Linked DNA regions of Zea mays: all the other regions are linked to region 1. The links are chromatin contacts, called in public Hi-C maps. All regions are on one chromosome and are shown on one strand. The core of a region is the stretch at or near the end of the contact, and the rest is flanking DNA. Distances in the headings are between cores, read along the strand shown.

Evidence for each region. Hi-C and Micro-C count contacts between places; a contact is called where the count stands out from the background.
Region 2: a contact with region 1 is called in a Hi-C map of tassel, with 2.2 times the contacts expected there. The contact joins the promoter of LOC541802 here to the promoter of LOC103635449 in region 1. A contact is called at or near these places in 2 of 25 Hi-C or Micro-C datasets (ear and tassel).
Region 3: a contact with region 1 is called in a Hi-C map of ear, with 2.1 times the contacts expected there. The contact joins the promoter of LOC100283197 here to the promoter of LOC103635449 in region 1. A contact is called at or near these places in 2 of 25 Hi-C or Micro-C datasets (ear and tassel).
Region 4: a contact with region 1 is called in a Hi-C map of ear, with 3 times the contacts expected there. The contact joins the promoter of LOC100282465 here to the promoter of LOC103635449 in region 1. A contact is called at or near these places in 3 of 25 Hi-C or Micro-C datasets (bundle sheath, ear and tassel).

Annotation. Positions count from the first base shown.
Region 1 is chr8:80,988,578-80,991,277 of Zm-B73-REFERENCE-NAM-5.0, forward strand. LOC103635449 (dnaJ homolog subfamily B member 11-like) reads right to left here and starts at 1,261. Exons shown (of 10, transcript NM_001347061.1): 1 at 973-1,261; 2 at 561-709; 3 at 346-472. The coding sequence starts at 1,055.
Region 2 is chr8:81,885,366-81,888,065 of Zm-B73-REFERENCE-NAM-5.0, forward strand. It overlaps LOC541802 (cellulose synthase-1), which reads left to right and starts at 1,264. Exons shown (of 14, transcript NM_001111484.1): 1 at 1,264-1,532; 2 at 1,850-2,045; 3 at 2,275-2,459; 4 at 2,618-2,700. The coding sequence starts at 1,446.
Region 3 is chr8:81,957,440-81,960,139 of Zm-B73-REFERENCE-NAM-5.0, forward strand. It overlaps LOC100283197 (lactoylglutathione lyase), which reads right to left and starts at 1,419. Exons shown (of 3, transcript NM_001156099.1): 1 at 986-1,419; 2 at 772-880. The coding sequence starts at 1,167.
Region 4 is chr8:81,708,391-81,711,090 of Zm-B73-REFERENCE-NAM-5.0, forward strand. LOC100282465 (ATP10 protein) reads right to left here and starts at 1,365. Exons shown (of 7, transcript NM_001155375.2): 1 at 1,138-1,365; 2 at 956-996; 3 at 786-849; 4 at 490-687. The coding sequence starts at 1,269.

The sequences.
Region 1 (2,700 bases), core at 11-2,510:
GCTCTCAAATCCTACAGAATGGAAGGTACACATTCCAGATATGTCATATCGGAAATTCCATCTTGCAAGTTAACACATGTCAATGAGTCTTCTTTTTGGATAATCAAAGTGCATACAAGCTAGGTTACTCCCCACATTTGAGATTTCATCCTAAACTGTGTGCACCTGCTATTTTTACAGTTTTTTGGTATCATATGTATGCTAGTATCCATGAGATGCAAAAACTATGCTGACACATACACACCAACCTAGGGGCAAGCGGGCAATACAAGCATGATAATTGATATTTCAGTAGCAAAACTTCTAGTTGATCTGTTGAAACCTAATGATTAGCATCCACCTCACCTGCTAAAGATGTCCTGAATGTTCATTCCACCGCCACTTCCTCTCCCGCCTTGGAACTGCTTCAACCCCTCCTCGCCATACCGGTCATAGATCTTCTTCTTCTCCTGGTCCGTCAACACCTCATACGCTGCAACAAAATACATTTATTAAATTTACAGTGCAACTTATCAATTTCAGATTATCCATTCAATTGTAAAGTACTCAGCGACTAGTACCGTTGTTGATCTCAGCGAAGCGCTTGTTGGCCTCCTCGTTGTCGGGGTTCTTATCCGGATGATACTTGAGCGCGAGCTTGCGGTACGACCTCTTAATCTGATCCTCGGACGCGCCCTTGGGAACTTGCAGCACGTCGTAGTAGCTCTTCCTGCGTCATCGCCATCAATATTCAGTCAAATCACAAGCATTACTGATTAAACTGGAGGGGAGTCGAGCACACAGATCTCGACCTGACGCATGACAAATGAAGAGTAAATGAACCAGTAGAAAAAAGGCTGTCAAATGGGAAAAATGGATCAAACGATCTACGAGGGGGGTTTCGAGCGACAAATCCGCCAGTAACAGAAAGGATTTTGAGATCTCGGGTAATCCACGCCAGAAACAACACGTCATCAGAACCCATAAACCTACCCAGCAATGGCCACAGCGAGATTCAGGAGGACGAAGAGCGCGGCCGCAAACCGCGCTGCCCCTCCCTTCCCCGGCGTCGCCATCCCGCCCCCGCCTCCTCGAGAGGCCTCGCCGCACCTCTCTCCTCGGCCCTCACAATCCGGTGTTTCCGCACGGTTGTCAGCTACGGTTAACGATCCCGAGCGTGAAGAGAGACAGCTTCTCCCTCGCCGTTCTATCCCTCGTCGTCCTCTTCGGCTCTTCCCCGCCGCCACCGTCGCCGTCCTCCGTCTGCTGCAGTGGCCTTTTGGTTCCTGCGGTTTAAAACTTTCTAGAAGGAAAATCGGGTGCCTGTTCGTCGGAGAGGGGCGAGTGGGGGGACGTGGAGCGTGTGACGTGGACCAATAGAGTGCGGGATACTGGGCTCTCTGACGAATGGGGTAGGTCCACGTAGATACGGTTCGCGCTTTTGCGGTCAGCCGAAATTGCTAGGTTCACTACAAACGGATACACGTCAGTAATAGACGGAGAAGCGGCCGATTTTTTTGTTTTTAGTCATTTTTCGAAAAAAAAATATATTTAGACATCTCGATAACTTATTTCATGGTTTAAACTCTTTACTCAGCGTTATAGCCTATGGCACCAGAGCAACACAGCTCGGTGTCATAAGCTATAGCGTCAAACTCGGACGTGGCATCGACGACCAATGACTGTGTCACACCCGGATTTAAGTATTAAACCTAGGTGCGTCTCAAATGTATGCTAAGATCAAGTCTCACACATATAACGACTCATAGTACAGAAACGAATGTCACATCTTTAATATATAATAAAATTACGTATAAAATAGTTAAATAATTACATCATACGAAGACAACGATCCAGCAACCATAGTTGACTGGAAGACGACGGCCTAGACTTCTCATGAACTCATCGCGACATCTTTCATGCTCCCCATCATGTCGGTACCTGTTCTTGACCTGGTGTAGGATCTAGGACACCGGCTAGAGGGGGGTGAATAGACGGTTTGACTAAAATAAAATACACTAGAGAAATTTAATCAAAACAATAAGAGCTAGTTTGGGAACATCGTTTTCCCGAGGGATTCCAATTTTCCCAAGGGGAAAACGGTGTTCCCAAACTAGCCCTAAGAGATATAAATTTACTAGCCTTGATAAGTCAACAAAACATAATGAGCAATTTATGCTAACACTACAAAAGATAGACAATGCACAAATTACTAACTACTTGCAAGTAATGAGTAAAATGTGAGAGAATGACACCAAAATTTATCCCGTGGTATCGATGATTTGCCGATCACCCATAATCCATGTTGAGCTGGAATTCAAGCTCACACTTGCTCTTCTATCAAGACAGGGCTTGATCTTTGAGCCAAGTGGACAAAACTCACTCAATACCTCGATTCCACTTGTGTCACCTTTGTCGCTCCGGCGAGGTGGGCACGAACCCCTCACAATCAACACTGCGGCTCCTCCACAATATTCACGGAGAGCTCGACGGAGACAACACCTGAGACGTCTAGGAGACGACAACCTCCAAGAGTAACAAGTCGATGACGCTCGTCCAGTGTACCGCCTAGTGCCTCAAAAGATCACAAAGGATGCAAATGCACTAGAACTTTTCAATCACTCACTAGAATGCGATCTCAAGCAACGAGTGTGAGAGTTTGAGTTAGAGGATCACAAATGAGTTTAATGCATGCTAGGAGTGGCCAAGAGAGCCCTCACA
Region 2 (2,700 bases), core at 14-2,513, 900 kb after region 1:
CACCGCACAAAACCAAAAGGGTAAGCTGATAGGAAGAGGTGTGCATATTATTTTCCAACACTTTCTTGGTCTCAGGCGTAGAATTGGAGTGAGCAACAATTATTTTATTTTAATTATGCTAGCTAGCATTCGAACTCGAGATCTGTGACTCAGCTCATATCTTGTTTGGCACTGCTCTAGGTTCTAGCTTCGGCGTGAATCTGTGGTGTATAATATAAATTTAAACAGTTTCAAAATATTTTTGATCTAAATGAGAAACAAAATGATTTATCTAAATGCCTTCTAAAAGTCTGCAACTTCAGTTTTACGATTTTTCGAAGCACCTAATGTCCTGCTTTATCAACTTCACCAAGTTTTTTGAAGCTGAAATGGTCCAAACAAGATCTAAGTTAGGCCCCGTTTGATAGGGCTCTTTCTATGTCAGCTTCAGCCCTGGCTCTAGCAACTCTAAGAAAACAACCCCTCCTTAGTTTTAGGAATAACTCTAGAAAGAGCACCCTGTTTGGTTGGTAATATAGCTCCTCCTGCAGCTTCTCTTAAGATGTAGCGTTGATGAAGAGAAAAACATGGGAGATGAGTCGATAGAAGCTCCTTTTCTAGCTCTTGACTTCTGCTGTTTTTTTAGAGCTCCTCCCTCTTTTATAGCAAAAGCTTATCAAAGAGCCCCTTTGATAGATTTTTTTTAAAAAGTCGTTGAAGGAGTTTTTTAAGGAGCCCGGGACTTAGATGCACCAAACAGTTTAAACCAAAAGTTTAAAGCAAGGAGAAATATGCATGTACTACTAATCACAAGCCCATGATCAGGTCGATGCCAACTCACACGGAACAGACATGGTGCAATTGCATTTTCAGTCCCTTTTGTCACCACTACTAATTAAAAGGAAAAAAACAAATAATCAGCGGCACTGCGGCAGGTAGAAGGCCAATTCGGTCCGCCGACGAGGCACCGACAGATCGACCTGCTGCAGCCGGTCGCCCGGGCCCCGCTCTCAGCGTGCGCGGCGGGGGACAGCCTGGGCACAGCGACGCGACGTCGACGTGCACACTCCCGCCCTTCCGCATCCGACGGCGCTTGGTCTCTCCATCGGTCGCGCCAACGGCCGAGATCGCCCGTACTCCTCCCCGCCGTTACGTGCAGCAGCTCCACAGTGACCGGCGCTAGCCCGGGGGGACTCCCACCAACTCAACTAAACGAAACCGAGTGAGAGCGGGGGCGTATTATGTAGGAGTAATTGAAGGGGAAGGAAGGTGTGAAGCGGAAGCAGCAGCAGAAGCACTGCGCGGCATTGCAGCGATCGAGCGGGAGGAATTTGGGGCATGGTGGTCGCCAACGCCGCTCGGATCTAGAGGCCCGCACGGGCCGATTGGTCTCCGCCCGCCTCGTCGGTGTTGGTGTCGTTGGCGTGTGGAGCCGTCTCGGTGGGAGCAGCGGGGAGGGAGCGGAGATGGCGGCCAACAAGGGGATGGTGGCGGGCTCGCACAACCGCAACGAGTTCGTCATGATCCGCCACGACGGCGATGCGCCGGGCTCGGTACGTCCAGCCAACCCAGTGCCGTCCTCGCTGCCTGCTTCAGATTCAGTTCCTAGCGGCTCATGTCGTGCGCGCGTCTGTCGCTGGATCTGGGCTGAGGTCTTAGTTCATTGAATTAGTTCATCTTATGTAAATTCAAAATTACCTTCCTGACATTTTGATCTTAGCCTCGACTTCAAGACTAATAGACACTTGATCGCAGGTTGATTTTTACAGTCTGTTGCTCACCAGTAAAGTGCATGAGTCACTGATGTGTTCTCTAATGCTGTAATTCTGATTGCATGTGTGCTGACTTTGTCGTTATCTCGCTAATGCAGGCTAAGCCCACAAAGAGTGCGAATGGGCAGGTCTGCCAGATTTGTGGTGACTCTGTGGGTGTTTCAGCCACTGGTGATGTCTTTGTTGCCTGCAATGAGTGTGCCTTCCCTGTCTGCCGCCCATGCTATGAGTATGAGCGCAAGGAGGGGAACCAATGCTGCCCCCAGTGCAAGACTAGATACAAGAGACAGAAAGGTTGGTTTCCTGGCAACTCCTTTGAGTGTGTGTGTAACTTGTATGATGCTAGCATGACGGAGTTCACATCACATGCTTACTTTACGTGAATAAAAGGTTCCAGGCTTGCAGCATAGTGGATATGCCTTATGATAATGACATTCGACAGCCTAGATTAAGCCATCTGCTTCATTTTATTCTCTACAACAGTAATTAACGAATTCTTCTTACTTCGTCTTATGAAATTCAGGTAGCCCTCGAGTTCATGGTGATGAGGATGAGGAAGATGTTGATGACCTAGACAATGAATTCAACTACAAGCAAGGCAATGGGAAAGGCCCAGAGTGGCAACTGCAAGGAGATGATGCTGATCTGTCTTCATCTGCTCGCCATGAGCCACATCATCGGATTCCACGCCTGACAAGCGGTCAACAGGTATAATACATGTCATTCATGTTCATTTGTTGATTTGAGTGATACTGTGGTGCATTGTTCGCTAGTTGTTACTGCCCACTGGTGCACTTCTGTTATTAATACTTATTTCTATATGAATATGTGCTCTTACCAACTAACATACTGATACTTATCTTCAGATATCTGGAGAGATTCCTGATGCTTCCCCTGACCGTCATTCTATCCGCAGTCCAACATCGAGCTATGTTGATCCAAGCGTCCC
Region 3 (2,700 bases), core at 169-2,668, 970 kb after region 1:
ACCTAGAATTAGGACGTGCATACCGCCGGAATGTGAATTAAGCTCTAGAGTACTTGTAGCAGAAAGGTACTAGCTAGTCCAATCAATCTCCAACGAAAATGATATTAAGGGGGAAAATGATATTATTACACAGTAATGTATTATTAGGACTATATATATATATTAAATACCCTGGTCCGTATTTCGTTCCGGGCCCCTGCTGTACATGCATGTATACATAGGTACTAGGTAGTTGAGAACAGCATTTCCAAACTGTTGGCCCAGATCTCTTCTCTCTCACACGGGTTACTGTGCAAAACAGCAGCTGCAGCAGTGTGTGCCCGCTGTCTGTCTGTGTCAGCTAGCATGATTTTTTCGTACATGCCAGAACGCAAAAATTATTGTCGCTACATTATTACATCCCACGGCCACGACGATGCATATGCATCTCAATTCCCGCGTGCCACTGCCACATGCATGCAAGCGAACAAGGGTGAGGAGGGCCGGGGAGGGTGGTACACGTGTAGCGTACGTAGTATTACTAGCAAGGGAGGAACACCGATTTCAACTTCTTGTATTGATCAACTGTACTACGTAAAAGAGACCTAGCTAGAGATACATGGAAAGACGTATAGTTCACTGCTTGTTGTAGTGTGTGCCTTAATTTGCTGCACACGATGGAACGACGATCGACGGAAAAAATATAATCAAGATATGGATGGCGACAGAGACAGATATGGATGAAAAGGACACCGACGACGGCGAGAGGTGCTAGCTGTGGTGACAACTGACCTGGAAGGAGATATGGTTGTCCTTGGGGTTGATCTCTCCCTTCTCCGGCGGGAGGCTGCCGGGGTCCTCCGACTGCAGCAGGTGGATGCCGATCCCGTAGTTGAACAGCCTGATATATATATACCATCATATAATTATAAATCGATTGAAGGTACGTACGTACTAGTACTACAGGTATATATAGATTCAATACAGACACGACACGCGTACGTACCAGGCGCCGCCGAAGTCGAAAGAGCCGGGGCGGCGGATAGGGACGAAGCCGAGCACGTCCGTGTAGAAGCGCAGCGACGCCTCCACCGACCGGCACACGATGCTGATGTGGTTCAGCGACGCCAGCGGCAGCACGCCGCCGCCGCAGCTCGCCGCCCCCATCGTCGTCGTGCTCTTCACCATCCTCCTGCAGCGCTGTTAATTCCGATCCGCGCTATCTATCTGGTCGATCCTGCTGACAACCTATAGCTAGCTGCTGCTGCTATCAACTGGTATCAGAGAGCAGGGCGTGGGTAACCAAACAACAACCAATAGCGGTGGAGATAGCTGAGCGAGTGCGACAGCAATGCAAGCACTAGATGGATGGTCCGTTGCAACAGCAAGCAACACCTACGCACGATACGAATAGTTTGGTCTCTGGCAGGAGTGCGTGATGGAGGTGGTGTTTGTTGGGCATGGGACGGACTTTATAGACGATACTGGGACTCCCCACGTAAGACACGTGGATCCACGTCATCCTCATCGGGATCATTCCATTCTGTAGTGCACATGACATGAAGCTAGCTAGCTAGCTATAGCCATCAACTGACTACGATGCCGTTCACTACTAGCTTACACATGCATTTGCATGCAGTGTACTACTACGACTTGTTCCCCTGGCCACTCTTCAGGGTTGCAAACGAAATTAAATGAATAAATTCTTGGTCGGCCGTCGTCGGCGCCAAAACATAAGTACTACGGATTTTACTACCCAGCCTAAGCCTATATATGGATTCGGACATACATATAGTTGAGGACCGCTAAAACCAAATTAATGTCACAAAAGTCACCTAAACTTCAATCGAAAATTTCAAAACTCTTTTTTTTTTTCAAATTTTAGCTTAATGTTTAAAAACTAAATAAAATATTGAGAACTAACATTATTACGAGTATCGTGTATTTATTTACCGAACATCATCATCGGTACAAACCTAGAATCAATTAGCACAAGTCGAGCGAAATTCCTAACTCTCAGGGTACGGCCGGTGCACGACCGAATGCGGCCAAATTCGAGCGTGTCACTCGTGCAGCGCTGCGCGACGAGCAAGCTAGCTTTTGTACCCTGGCAGTTTGCACCATGCTCAGCTGGCTATTTGCGTCTCTACCATGCATCTTAATTAGGAGTATTAATTTTGTCTACCTGCTGCGGCGTGCTGGCTACGCGGTAGAGTTCCAGAGGCTTCCATGGAGGCTTGAGCGGCCGGTCCGCCGGCTGTAGAGGCCGCAGGATAGGATAACATCTGTTCTCTCCCGACCGGTGGGCATGGTCGTTCATGGTTGAGATCAGACGAATTTCGATAGCGAAAGCACTCCACAGAAAGCCAGATTTCAGTAACGAGAGCAGCCGCAGTTTCTAAGCTAAGCCCGCCATCCTGTCCCGGCCGCCCTGAGCAACATGTTAGCAACCATGTTAAATAAAAATCGAGTTACAGTTTTTTTCGATTTAAATTTGTAAGGAGTGTTGTATTCATGCTTCTTGATATATTTTAAAAGCTAAGTTTTTCTAAAAAATAGAATTAATCAGTTTTATTTTTAATGCTTCTAGAGAATAATTTTTAAATTTATAATGGAATAACAAAAGACAATAGAGTATGAAAACTCATCTTCTTTGCCTTAGCACTTTTATTCCATCTCTCATTTATGTTAAATGAGTTTACAAGCATATTTTTGACTCCT
Region 4 (2,700 bases), core at 115-2,614, 720 kb after region 1:
TTGGATGGTTTCAGCTAGCTCGAGAGAGATGACACCATAAATCTAGGACTTGACCATGCCATGTGAGCCCAAGGCATCAACCCAAGCACGACCTAAGGCATCAGGCCAGGCTAGCCCGACACTAAACTATTACGGGCCATGCCGAATTTGGGTCGTGCTTTGTTTACGTGTTTCGGTCTGGCCCACGAAGCCCAGCCCAAATGTACATGTATTATCATGGAGGCACGATGTAGAGACACCTAGAAACCAGAAAGGTAGGGAGAAACCTGGACGATATCATGTTGAGTTGCATGCACTTCAACTAGCAATTCACTTATATTCTAACACTATACAATCCTATTAATATGTAATTGTATGCAGTAACATAAAAGGTATTGAGTTGTGGTGCTAGATTTCTGCAGAAATAATGCAAAACCAAACAATTGGAGTCCAATTTGTCATAGCAGAAATCTACTATCTAGCCAAGAAAAGCTGGGTAGTCCCTCATACCAGCGAGCTTGCGCGGAAGGAAAGGCACACCAATGAAGCACCAGGAATCTTATGGTCTCCAGCCTCACCATCATCAGCTTGCAGAGTTGGTGCAACAAGAGGCAGATGCAGTGCCCCTCCATCAGGGGAATCCACATCAAGATCAGGAAACTTCACAGCATCTACCTCTGGGATGATGACCTTACTCGCTGTCGCAATCTGAACCATTTTTTGCGAGTGTGATTACTGGTTACTCAAACCGATCAAAAACTAGTAAATTTGTGTTACATAGTACATACTATATATAGGTGATATACCTTGCCAGCGTTCTCGCGGATCTCGGCAAAGTCTTGGAAGTAGCCTCTACTCAGTTCATCGGTACTGCACTAGACCAATCAGAACCAAAACATCACACCATACAATGCTGCAGCGCAGCAGCAGTAACCAGTAATGGCTAGTAAACGAGGTTGAAGGAGAGGAGACTTACAGCCTGGCCTTATCCTTCTCGATGGCCTCCTTGTTCCCCGTCTGATCACTCCAGCAACACACACACACACACAAAAGTCACTCATTTCACTCTCAACCATCTCCATTTCTACGGTTCAACAATCTTCTAAAATTAACTGCAGTTGCGGAGGAAACGAGGAGGAACGGAGACGAAGCAGCTACCTTGCGGAAATCCAGGAAGGCGCGAGCAAACGTGGCGCGCGCTAGCGGAGGGAAATAGTCCCTATGGACGCCAGCTCTGGCGCCGGCGAGGCGGAGCAGCGCCCGCGCCGCGTCGCGCGCCCTCACCATCATCGCCGCCACCCGCCCGCCGATCCACTCGCGCTAGGATTCGGAAGCCGCGAGAGAGCGAGACTGGTCAGCGGGCTGACAGCTGCGGTAGTGACTAGTGACAATATGGGCCGGAGCCAGATGTGTACTTTTGTGCACCGTCTAACAGGCCGGTTCAAATCACACCATTTCAGTTATACAAGTCTAGCACGGTTCAACCTAATTATAGACCTAGATCAGAACGGTCTAATATATATGTTGTACCTGAGCCTCGAGTCAAGGTTATGGGCCAGTCTAGTATAGCTCATTTAACAAAGGCTCATCGAAGCCTATTAAACATAGACTCATTATTTAACTAACACCCGTCAAAGTCCATAGGACCAACACAACTTGGAAAATTTAAAACTTCAATAGGCATTCGAGAACCAATACCTACATGGGATAGTGAATAGTAATAATGATCATTATATATGTATTCTGTATGGCAACTAAACACTAAACAGATAACTGAATATTATTTGTGAGCTACTTGTACTCTTTTTTATTTCTGGCCAAAGGTTTTAATGTGGCAGCCACAAAACATCTTAGTTTTATTTTGGTCATATATATTGTTGGGGGCCTTCGTCTTTCGAAGGACCTCAGAAACACGCTTAATCATTTGTTTTCAGCATATTATTAAGTATTGCAGGAGCTTCGTCACCAGAAAAGATTCGATATAGATCGATGGAAGTACAACGAAGCAAGCTTCGTCATGATGAAGCAGAAAGGAGACGTAAGAAGGTGTTATTCAAGCTGTTAAGTGCAAATGACAGTACTGTCCTCATGGCATTTGTAAACCTTGTATGTATTTTTTGAGGGTATGAATGCAATTGAAAGGATCACGATGCCCAAGAGGGGGGGTGAATTGGGCTTTTCTAAAAATCAACACTAATTAAAACCTAAGCAAGAGCTAAACAAGAGCCCAACTTCACCCCAACAACTAGCACTAAGAAAATAATACTAGAAACGTAACAAGGCTAAAACAATGCTTCAAATACTTGCTAAACAAATACACAAAGTAAATAGCTTGAATTAAGTGCGGAATGTAAAGCAAAGTTTAGAAGACTCCTCTAATTTTTTTCCGAGGTATCGAAGAGTCGGCACTCTCCACTAGTCCTCGTTGGAGCACCCGCGCAAGGGTATCGCTCCCCCTTGGTCCTCGCAAGAACCAAGTGCTCACTACGAGATGATCCTTTGCCACTCCGGCGCGGTGGATCCCTCGAGACCGCTTACAAACTTGAGTCGGGTCACCAACAAGATCTTCACGGTGATCACCGAGCTCCCAACGCCACCAAGCCGTCTAGGTGATGCCGATCACCAAGAGTAACAAGCCATAGACTTTTGCTTGACCAAGAGAAGCCTAATGCAAGTGGTGTGTGCTCTAGGTGGCTCTCACTAGCGCTAATGAGGAACAAG